Linked DNA regions of Sus scrofa: region 1 is linked to region 2. Evidence: chromatin contacts called from public HiChIP or PLAC-seq data. All regions are on one chromosome and are shown on one strand. Each heading gives the region's core, a stretch centred on a gene start, on an enhancer-like site or on the middle of the called end of the contact. The rest is flanking DNA. Distances are from core to core; before and after follow the strand shown. Region 1 holds the start of ZC3H4 (zinc finger CCCH domain-containing protein 4). Region 2 holds the start of TMEM160 (transmembrane protein 160).

What was found. HiChIP or PLAC-seq counts read pairs in DNA pulled down with a chosen protein or histone mark.
Region 1: an H3K27ac HiChIP or PLAC-seq map of skeletal muscle shows a contact between it and region 2. The contact joins the promoter of ZC3H4 here to the promoter of TMEM160 in region 2. A contact is called at or near these places in 6 of 47 Hi-C or Micro-C datasets (embryonic fibroblasts, heart right ventricle, liver and 2 more) and 2 of 2 datasets of contacts at active chromatin or transcription factors (alveolar macrophages and skeletal muscle).

Annotation. Positions count from the first base shown.
Region 1 is chr6:52,936,362-52,941,383 of Sscrofa11.1, reverse strand. ZC3H4 (zinc finger CCCH domain-containing protein 4) reads left to right here and starts at 2,669. Exons shown (of 16, transcript XM_005664626.3): 1 at 2,669-3,375; 2 at 4,419-4,584. The coding sequence starts at 3,300.
Region 2 is chr6:52,875,111-52,880,609 of Sscrofa11.1, reverse strand. It overlaps TMEM160 (transmembrane protein 160), which reads left to right and starts at 3,349. Exons shown (of 3, transcript XM_003127241.5): 1 at 3,349-3,664; 2 at 4,791-4,883; 3 at 5,440-5,499. The coding sequence starts at 3,457.

The DNA.
Region 1 (5,022 bases), core at 1,420-3,919, 61 kb before region 2:
TGCGCCAGGACGGGAACTCCCAAGATTACCACTTTTAATAGCCAAGGCATGGAAGCAACCTGAATGTTCATCAACAGATGAATGGATAAAGAAGATGTGGTACTGGAGTTCCCGTAGTGGTTAACAAATCCGACTAGGAACCATGAGGTTGCGCATTCAGTCCCCGCCCTTGCTCAGTGTGTTAATGATCCGGTGTGCCGTGAGCTGTGGTGTCGGTTGCAGGCGAGGCTCGGATCCCCCGTTGCTGTGGCTGTGGCGTAGGCTGGTGGCTACAGCTCCGATTGGACCCCTAGCCTGGGAACCTCCATATGCCATGGGTACGGCCCTAAAACAAAACAAAACTACACACCAAAGAAATAGCAAAAAGACAAAAAAAAAAAAAAAAAGGATGTGATCCTATATACAATGAACTGTTACTCAGCCATAAAAAGAATGAAATAAACCATTTGCAGCAATGTGCATGGACCTAAAGATGATCTTACTAAGTGAGGTAAGTCAGAGAGAGACCATTTATACGTGGAATCTAAAAAAATGATACAAGGCTGTACAGCACAGGGAACTGTGTCCAGTCTCTTGGGTTAGAACATGATAGTATAAAAAACGTATAGTATTAAAAAAAAAAAGACAGTATTAAAAAAAGTGTATTTGTACGTGTGGCTGAGTTACTTTGCTGTACAACAGAAATTGAAGTAACATTGTAAACCAGCTATACTTTCATAAAAAGTTTTTTAAAAATATAGTTCTTGTTATGGTTTAAGAACCTGACTTGTATCCATGAGCATGTGGGTTTGATCCCTGGCCTTGGCCCACGGGTTAAGGATCTGGTGTTGGTGCAAGCGGTGGAGTAGGCTGCAGATGACGCTTGGATTTGGCACTGCTGTGGCTGTGATGTAGGAGCAGATCCGATTTGAAATTTGACCCCTAGCTGGGAACTTCCCTGTGTCGTGGGTGTGGCCCCCTAAAAAAAGTGATACAAATGAACTTAATTACAAAATAGAAACAGAGGAACAGACAAAATAAACTTACAGTAACTGTAACAGAGCTCCTGCCCTGTGGGGCCCCTAGGCACACAAGCCTTTCTGTTTTTAGGGAATACGCCTCAGCCTCCATGACCTTCCCTGAGTTCCAAAGGGCAGTGGCTAATCAGGGGAGGGAGGGGATGCAGAGACCAGGGAGGAGCAGTGGAGCCTTGGGGCAGGGTCCTGGTTCCTCCTTAAGGAATATACATAATACATAACAATATCTTTGAGCCTTTCCGTAGAACTAAAACTCTCAAGAAATGGAAGAATTACTCGAAGAAGGATTTTTCATTCTGGGAATGAAGGGGGACCACCAGCACCAGTCCTGGGGCCACTAAACATCTTTTTGTTTGTTTGTTTGTTTGTTTTAGGGCCCCACCCATGGCATATGGAGGTTCTCAGGCTAGGGATTGAGTCAGAGCTGCAGCCACTAGCCTACGCCATAGCCAAGAGCAACATGAGATCTGAGTGGCCGCTGCAACCTACACCACAGCTCACAGCAACATGGGATACTTAAAATCACGGATCAAGGCCAAGGATCTAACTTGCGTCCTCATAGATGCTACTCAGATTCGTTTCCACTGAGCCACGATGGGAACTCCTAAACATCAGCTTTGAAAGACAATACAAGCTTGCCTCTACCCTGATTCTTATCTGTAAGGGCACAGTCTTTAAGGCAGTAGTCTGCTGTGGCCCCCTCTGCCTGGCAAAGCAATAAAGCTATCTTTTTCTCCTTCACCCAAACTCTGTCTCTGCGTTTCTGTTCAGCAATGGTGGACAGAGGCCTGGGTTCAGGCTAGGTTCAAGTCCTAAGTGCTGTCAGTTTCGATACTACACAGAAATGAGAACAAATGAACTTCAACCACATGCCACCAATTAAATGTTAAGTGAAAGAAGCCAGATACCAAAGAGTATGTCTTGTAGATTCTATTTAGATGAGGACATGAAGGCAAAATTAATTTATGAGGTTAGGAATCAGAAGGTCCATTACCTTGGGGGAGGCTGTGACTAGATGGGGCTAGGAGGGGCCTCTGGGTTGGCTTATCATTCTCCATTTCATCATTTAGGTGATTACATAGTATATTCTCTTATCAAGTTGTATAATACTGAACCCAAACCAATAAAAAAGCCAGTTATTTCATCTCCAAAATGGGTTTATCCAGAGACAAATCAGTTGCAATTCAGGATTTACAACTTAAGAGGAACCAGAGGCAAGTCCAAAGAGCAACGGAAGAGAGCCTGGTTTTATAGGGAAAAGGGGCAGTTCCCATTGTGGCTCAGCAGTAAGGAACCAAACTAGTATTCATGATGACTCCGGTTCAATCCCTGACCTCCCTCAGTGGGTTAAGGATCCAGCATTGCCTTGAGATGTGGTGTAGGTCACAGACACAGAACGGATCTGAAGTTGCAGTGGCTGTGGTGTAGGCCAGCAGCTGCAGCTCTGATTCAATGTCTTGCCCAGGAACTTCCAAATGCAGTAGATGCAGCCCTAAAAAGACAAAAAGAAAATAGGTTAATCATTTTACTTTATCAGGAATGCTAATTTCTTCCCTGAAGGAGGTTGTAAATTACCCTGGCAGAGTTTATTTCTAAATTTTATAGTAGGATTAATATAGCATGTGATCTGGCGCCTCTGTCTCCACATCGCTCTCATGCTACAAGAATTTTCTCGGTTCCTGGCATCTAAGTGATCCTTGCCTTGTCAGGGCCTGAAATAAGGTATTTCCTCTGCCTGGAGCTATTTCTTCTTCTTCCGTGTCAGCTTAAACAACCCTGCCCCCCAAAATATTAAGAACCCTTCAGTTACTCTTTAACTTTCAGTTTCTTTCCCCTGGGGCATTATCGATTTTTATATACATAAAGACACTATGTTTCCATCGCCCATCATTGCACTTAGCCATGTAGAAGCTCATAAAGTATCCAACCAAGATCCTCTCTTGAAAATAGGACTGAACAAATTTTTGCAGGAGGCAATGAAATGCCAGCTCTGATTAAAAATCTTTCTGGGCTCTTGCGCGTAATCTTACAACCTCGAGCCAAAAACTTAAGACACTGAGCTTCAGGATACCTATTAAATGGACATAATAGTAGCTTCCTTAGTACAGTTGTGAGGGTTAAACGATTTATCCTTTTATACTGTCGAACCCTGTCAGTGCTCCCAAATCCAGCATTTAAGAGTCTTCCACCTACTACGTTCTAGGTTCTTAAACTCTGCCAAAGCACTACCAAGGCCCGCCCTCTCACACTGCCCAAGGATAACATCCACGACCGAGGTCTCTAATGACGTCATCTCCGGGCCCTTTCGGCTTCATCCTCCGGAAACCTACAACTCCAGGCACCCGGCCACCAGCTTTCGGTTATTTTTTTTTTTCTCCGTAGCTCGAATTCCTTCTCTCCCATTCTTCTGCCTAAACCTTTCGACTCTTCCCGCTGTCTCTCAGGCTGGCAATTCTCTGTTGCCCGCCTGCTCTCAGGCGAATTCCTCAAACTCTCTTACTCTATTAATCGCCTCATCCGCCACACACTTCAGTTCTTTCTGTCTAAATGCTATTACCGCCGCCCGGCCTCACTCGGCTGTTTCCGCCTCCTGTCACCCACCCTTGGCACCGCCTTCGGTTCTTTCCGGATCACCTCGGTTCCTCGTTTCTGCCCACCCCCGCCAGTCCCGACTCGCCTCGGCTATTTCCGGCTCCCCGGGCCTTCCCATTCTTTCTCTAGCTCCACCCACATCGACACCTTCGGCCTTTTCCGCCGCCCTTCGTGTCTCAGCTCCACGTGACACAGCCTCCCTGCTCCCCCTCCCACCTCGCCCTTCCTCCCGCCTCAGCCTCTGGGCTTATCCGGGCCGAGCCGCCATTTTGTGTGAATTTCTGACTGCGGCGGAGGCCGGGCAGCTGGGGCACCTAGGGCGGGCGGGCAGACAGACAGTCGGCCCGTCTCCGCGGCCCGTCTCCTTCCCCTAAAATCCTTTTTTTTTTTTTTTTTTTTTTTAAATCCCCTTTGCTCGCTCTCCTCTTCTCCCCTTCCCCCTCGCTTGCTCCATCGCGCGCGGCCCGCGCTAATTACACCGAACCACCCACCAGTGTCCGTGTCCTCCGGGTCTCCGACCCTCCCCCGGGCCCGCGAGGGGGTGTGTGTGTGGGGGGGGCCCTCTCGCCCCAATGAGGGCCCCGCGCCCGTGAGCGAGTGAACCTAGAGGCGGGCTGCGGAGAAAGCAGGCGGCGAGCGGCCCTCTGAGGCCAAGGCCGCGCGGCCTACGCGGAGGTCGGCGCAGAGGTGATTCCGAAACCGAAAAAATATATACTCATTCCTGTCAGGAGCCCTCCGAGCTGAAGTGTGCCCCTCCCGCCACGCCCAAGCAGTCCTTTTTCGTGCATTAACATCCCCTCCCCCCCAAAGGAACTATGGAGGCCGCGCCCGGGACCCCCCCGCCGCCGCCATCAGAGTCGCCGCCGCCGCCATCGCCGCCACTGCCATCAACGCCTTCGCCTCCTCCGTGTTCCCCCGACGCCTGCCCGGCCACCCCGCACCTCCTCCACCACCGCCTCCCGCTCCCTGACGACAGGTCAGGCCCCCGGCCCGGCCGGGGCAGCGTCCCCGGGGGGAGGAAGAGGAGGAGGAGGAGGAAGGGGGGAGGCCGCCATGTTGGGCCGGGCCACGGAGGAGGAGGAGGAGGAGGAGGAGGAAGGGCGGGGTCGGTGGGTGTCTCTCGCTCGCTCGCTCTTTCTCGCTTGCTTTCTCTCCTGGCCTCATGCGTTTCCCCCCCCTCGCGGCGCTCGCCCGCTCTCCCTCGCTCTCGCTCTGTCTTTTTTGGGCGCCATGCTGAGGGGAAGGTGAGGAGGCGCCCCCCGGACCCCCCGCGCCCGCCCGCCCGCCCTGGGGAGGGGGCGCCGAGGGGGGCTTCGGAGGCCCACTGGGGTCCTGGCTGCCCCTGCGCCCGGAGCTGGCAGCCTCGGGCCCGCCTGCCCGTCGCCTGGCTTCGGGGAAGGGGTTGGGGGAGGGG
Region 2 (5,499 bases), core at 2,100-4,599:
ATGTTAAGTCACAGATGTAGCTCAGATCTGGTGTTGCCGTAGCTATGGGGTAGGCTAGCAGCTGCTGGGAACTTCCATAAGCCACAGGGGCAGCCATGGGGAAAAAAAAAATAATACTAATTGTAGTTTTTTTTTTTTTTTTCTTGTCTTTTTTAGGGCTGCACCCACGGCACCTGGAGGTTCCCAGGCTAGGGGTCCAATCGGAGCTGTTGCTGCCGGCCTATACCAGAGCCACAGCAACGCCAGATCCAAGCTGCATCTTCCACCCACACCACAGCTCACAGCAACACCTGATTCTTAACCCGCTGAGCAATACCAGGGATCGAACCCATAAACCTCATGGTTCCTAGTCGGATTCACTTCTGCTGCGCCATGATGGGAACTCCAACTTGTAGGTATTTTTATCAATGCTCTTTATCAAATTGAGGAAGTTCAGGGCAGAGAATTTGATCAGTTTGCTGATTTATACCAAATGTGTAGCATAATGTCAGAGAGCAGCTCCGTCAAACTTGTTAAATGAATGAATGAGTATAAGCTGCATGGCACAGTGGCTAGTAATTTGACATTGGACTTGTCTAATTAGCTGTGTGATTTACGGCAACTAATTTAACCTCTCTTCTTGCTCTGTAGAAAGGGGAGAATAAGAGCACATACTGCATAGGCTTATCATGAGGATTCATGAAGCAAGATCACTGCCTGACACATAGAGTTCGTGCTCAGCAAACATTAAGTTTTATTACCTTGCTTCTCTGAGCCTATTTTTCTCCCCTGTAAAAGAGGGGAGCAGAGTTCTCTTGTGGCACACTGGGTTAAGGACCTGGTGTTGTCACTGCAGTGACTTGGGTTGCTGTAGTGATGGGGGTTCTGTACCTGGCCTGGAAACTTCCTCAAGCCTCAGGTGCAGCCAGTGCACATAGTGTGCCTAACACGATTCCTGGCACAGAGAAGCTCATTGGTAAGTGTGTGCTCTTATTATTTACCAATTCCCCTACCAGGATTGAGTGGAGCCACATGGAGATCTGTCAGTCAAGGACGCAGTCCCCTGGACGCTCACAGTCTGATGGCAGGGACAGATAAGCACAGAAATCATGAGGACACTGTAGTAAGGGGATATGTAAAGCCATGTGTGGGAGTTCCCATTGTGGCACAGTGGAAACAAATCCAACTAGGAACCATGAGGTTGCAGGTTTGATCCCTGGCCTCACTCAGTGGATCAAGGATCTGGCATTGCTGTGAGCTGTGGTGTACGTCACAGACTCAGCTTGGATTCCGCATTACTGCGGCTGCGGTATAGCCCGGCAACTGTAGCTCACATTAGACCCCTAGCCTGGGAAACTCCATATGCTGAAAATGCACCCCTAAAAAGCAAAAATAAATAAAGCCATTTGTGGACCCAGAGACAGAAGCTGGCCCCTGAAGTTTGGCAGTGAAATCAGGTCCCTCTCAACTCATAGGCTTAAACCTAAAAGGAAACTTTTTTTTTTTTAATCTTTTTAGGGCCGCACTCGAGGCATATGGAAGTTCCCAGGCTAGGGGTCGAATTGGAACTATAGCTGCCAGCCTACACCACAGCCACAGCAACACCAGATCTGAGCCTCATCTGCTACTTACACCACAGCTCACTGCAACACTGGATCCTTTAAACCACTGAGTAAGGCCAGGGATCCAACTTGTGTCCTCATGGATACTAGGCAAGTTTGTTACCTGTGAGCCACAAAGGAAACTCCTACAATTATTTATTGCAGGGAAAATCGCAAACAATCTAGGGCTTGGGATCAATTGTGGTACCTTCTTATGAAGCATCAGTGTGAACCGTTGAAACAGGCTGCGCGGAACAGGGGGTAGGGATTGGCTTGGGAAATGGGATGTGTATTACTTATCATTAGATGATTTTGTAACTTTTTTTTTACTTTGTAACTTTTGCATCTTGTACTGTGTTCAAAAAAATATTCATACATATATATATATATACACATACATATATATGTATATATAGTCTTTTTAGGGCCACACCCGTGGCATATGGAGGTTCCCAGGCTAGGGGTCCAATCAGAGCTGCAGCTGCTGGCCTACACCACAGCCACAGTAATGCAGGATCCTAGCCACATCTGTGACCCTACACCACGGCTCACAGCAATGCCAGATCCTTAACCCATTGAGTGAGTCCAGGGATCGAACCCACGTCCTCATAGATACTAGTTGGGTTCATTAACTTATGAGCCACAAGGGGAACTCTTAAATAATATTAAAAAAAAAAATTATGCTGGAGTTCCCGTCGTGACGCAGTGGTTAATGAATCTGACTAGGAACCATGAGGTTCCGTGTTCATCCCTGGCCTCTCTCAGTGGGTTAAGGCATTGCTGTGAGCTCTGATGTGGGTCACAGACGCGACTCAGATCTGGCGTTGCTGTGGCTCTGGCGTAGGCAACAGCTTCGATTAGACCCCTAGCCTGGGAACCTGCATATGCCACGGGTACCGCCCTAGCAAAGACAAAATAATAATAAATAATAGATAAAAATATGCTGGAGTTCCTATCGTAGCTCTTTGGAAATGAATCAGACTAGGAACCATGAGGTTGCAGGTTCGAGCCCTGGCTTCGCTCAGTGGGTTAAGGATCCGGCATTGCCGTGAGCTCTGGTGTAGTTCCCAGACGCGGCTGGGATCCCGCGTGGCTGTGGCTGTAGCTGTGACGTGGGCCGGCGGCTGCAGCTCCCATTCCATCCCTAGCCTGGGAACGTCCATATGCCCCGGGTGCGGCCCTAAAAAGAAAAAAAAAATATGCCGTTGCAAAGTATTCAGTGCTACAGGTCAATGTTCATGATTGATTAGTGATTGACAAATTAATTTTTTTCATATAACAAACGTTTTACATCTCTTTCGATAAAAGACAGAATCCCCTGGTGTGGCTCAGTGGGTTGAGGCTCCTGCGTTCTCATTGCTGTGGCCCGGGTTGGATCCCTGGGAAGTTGTGCATGCCCAGGGGCTTGGCAAAAAAAAAAAAAAAAAAAAAAAAAAAATATTAGCAGTAACCACTCATTGGTGGGATTAATGCTGAGTTTTACTTTCTCTTCTGGGCTCTTCGAGATTTTGCAAAGGTTCTACATTAAGCATCACAAGTATTGTTTGGTTTTGGTTTCTTGGCCCCAAGAATTAAAGTTACTTAGCAAAGACTACAAGTACCGGCAGACATCGCGCCTCCGACTTCAGAAGACCCGCCTTCCCCAAGCACAATGAACGCTGGGATTTGAAGTCCAGTTCCAACAACAAGGTGGGCCGCGCAGTACCGGCACAATGACAGAGGCGGGATCAGCGCCATTTTGACCAATGGGCAGTGCGTACCGGGCCTGAGTGGCACGCGTATAATCAATAGATAGGCCGCTAAGCTCGAGTGACGTGAGCTTCAGCCTACCGGCAGCCCATGGGCGGTGCGGTGCGCGGCGGCCGTAGTGCGAACCATGGGAGGTGGCTGGTGGTGGGCTCGGGCTGCCCGCCTAGCCCGACTCCGCTTCCGGGGGGCGCTGCTGCCGCCTCCGCGGCCCCGGAGCGGGGGCGCCCGGGGGTCCTTTGCCCCTGGCCACGGCCCCCGCTCTGGGGCTTCGCCGCCCCCGGTGTCCGAGCTGGATCGCGCAGATGCCTGGCTCCTTCGGAAGGCTCATGAGACAGGTCTGGGGATGGGGTCGGCCTCGGATGGGAGTAGGGGTTCCGAATAGCTGAGCTGCCCGCGCGCGCTAGCGGATGGTGGTGGGACCCTGCTGGAAACCTGGCCCAGGGAGAGGCTCAGGAGGAGGAACGGCTTCCGTGTAAGAGCAGGGAAGCGCTGGCTGCAAGAGCGCAGACTGTCCGCATAGAAGGGCTTGCAGATGCGACCGCGGGTCTGGTTAATGAGGTTCAGTAGGGACTGGAGAGCTTTGTCGGGCCAGGACAGGCAGCCTTATCAAACGGCCCTGTCCGGATGGCGGAGGCTTTCAAAGAGGGCTAGGGGCGAGGGAGTTGCCTACAAGAGGGGGGCCTCGTTGGAGAGGCCAGTTCGGATTAAAGAGGCGACCACTCTGCATAAGGCGGGAGCGTGGATCCCCACAGAAGAGAGGGCAAGTTCTGGGTTGGAAGAGGGAACACCCAATAGAAGAGCAGCTCTGAGCTGATTGGAGGGCATGGTGCTCCTGGCTGCAGGGGGTGGGGCCTCATTTGGCAGGGTGCTGGGTGGGGGTGGAGGGGTCCGGGTTGGAGAGGATGGGCTTTAGAGATCGTGGACAGGTGTAGCGGTGGGGATGGCTGTAACCCGACTAGCCCCGATTAGTGCCACACCAGGGACTTGAGTGGATGTGAATTACCTCCAGGAAGAGCACACCTGATAGCAGCGTGGATTTAGTAAACTGAGCGGGGAGGCTGGAGAGAGGCCTGGGGGAGCGGGGAGGGGTAACGGTTGGTGTGAAGGTTTGAGAAGGAAGTGAGGGGGTGGCCATGGGGATGTGAGGGAGACATTGACCAAGCTGACCTCTTGGAATCTTCCCGTCCCCAGATTTAGGTTCTGCAGTTTTGGTCCTAGATCCCCCTCCAGATTCTGCAGACTGTCTTGAATCTTTGATGTTGCCAAGTTGGGTGGGAGAGGGGCTCAGTGAGGGTTTTGGGGGTTCTTAGATTGGGGGCTGTCAGGAAGAGGTGGGGATTTGGGGTCGGGTCGGTGGGATGAAGAGGAGCCCCTCTGTCTGGTTGGTCAGGGAGGGGCAGGGGCAGGGTGTGGGCCCTTGCTGATTTCCTCCCATTCCCCCCCCCCCCCCCCGCCCCGCAGCCTTCCTTTCCTGGTTCCGCAATGGCCTCCTGGCATCGGGCATCGGGGTCATCTCTTTCATGCAGAGTGATATGGGGCGTGAAGCTGCTTATGGTGAGTACATACCCCTGCTCTCCCACCAGAGAGTGTAGACGCCTCCCCCCCCCACCTCAGCTAGGGAATGCAGACCCCACTCCATGGGGGTAGACTCACCCCCCCCAACTGTGGCTAGAACCCCTCATTCTTCCCCCACCAAAAGTGGCCTCGGCCTCACTGGTGAGCATCCACCTTCTACCCACCCCATCCCTGCCTCATTGGCACTGGACCCACCTGAGGGGGTGGCTCAGGGCAGGGCTGTGGATGCTCACCCTTTTCCACCTGACTTGTGGACAAAAATGCAGGTCTGGCCCTCAGGCAGCCCCACTCTCGGCCTGGTCCTGCCCCTTATCTTTGCTCAGACCAGCGCCCCCACCCTCTGATCCTGGACCCCCCTCCAAGTCCTAGACACACCCTCTGCTTCCTTCTCACATCCGGACCTTGGCTCTGTACACTCCCTGCCCCCTCCCCTGCCCTCCAGGGCACCCATACCCTTTCTAAGGCCACCTCCATCCCCTGACCCTTCTAAGTCCCCAGGATCCGCTCCCTGACCCCACCCTGCTCTGTCCCACAGGCTTCTTCCTGCTGGGCGGCCTGTGCGTGGTGTGGGGCGGTGCCTCCTACGTGGTGGGCC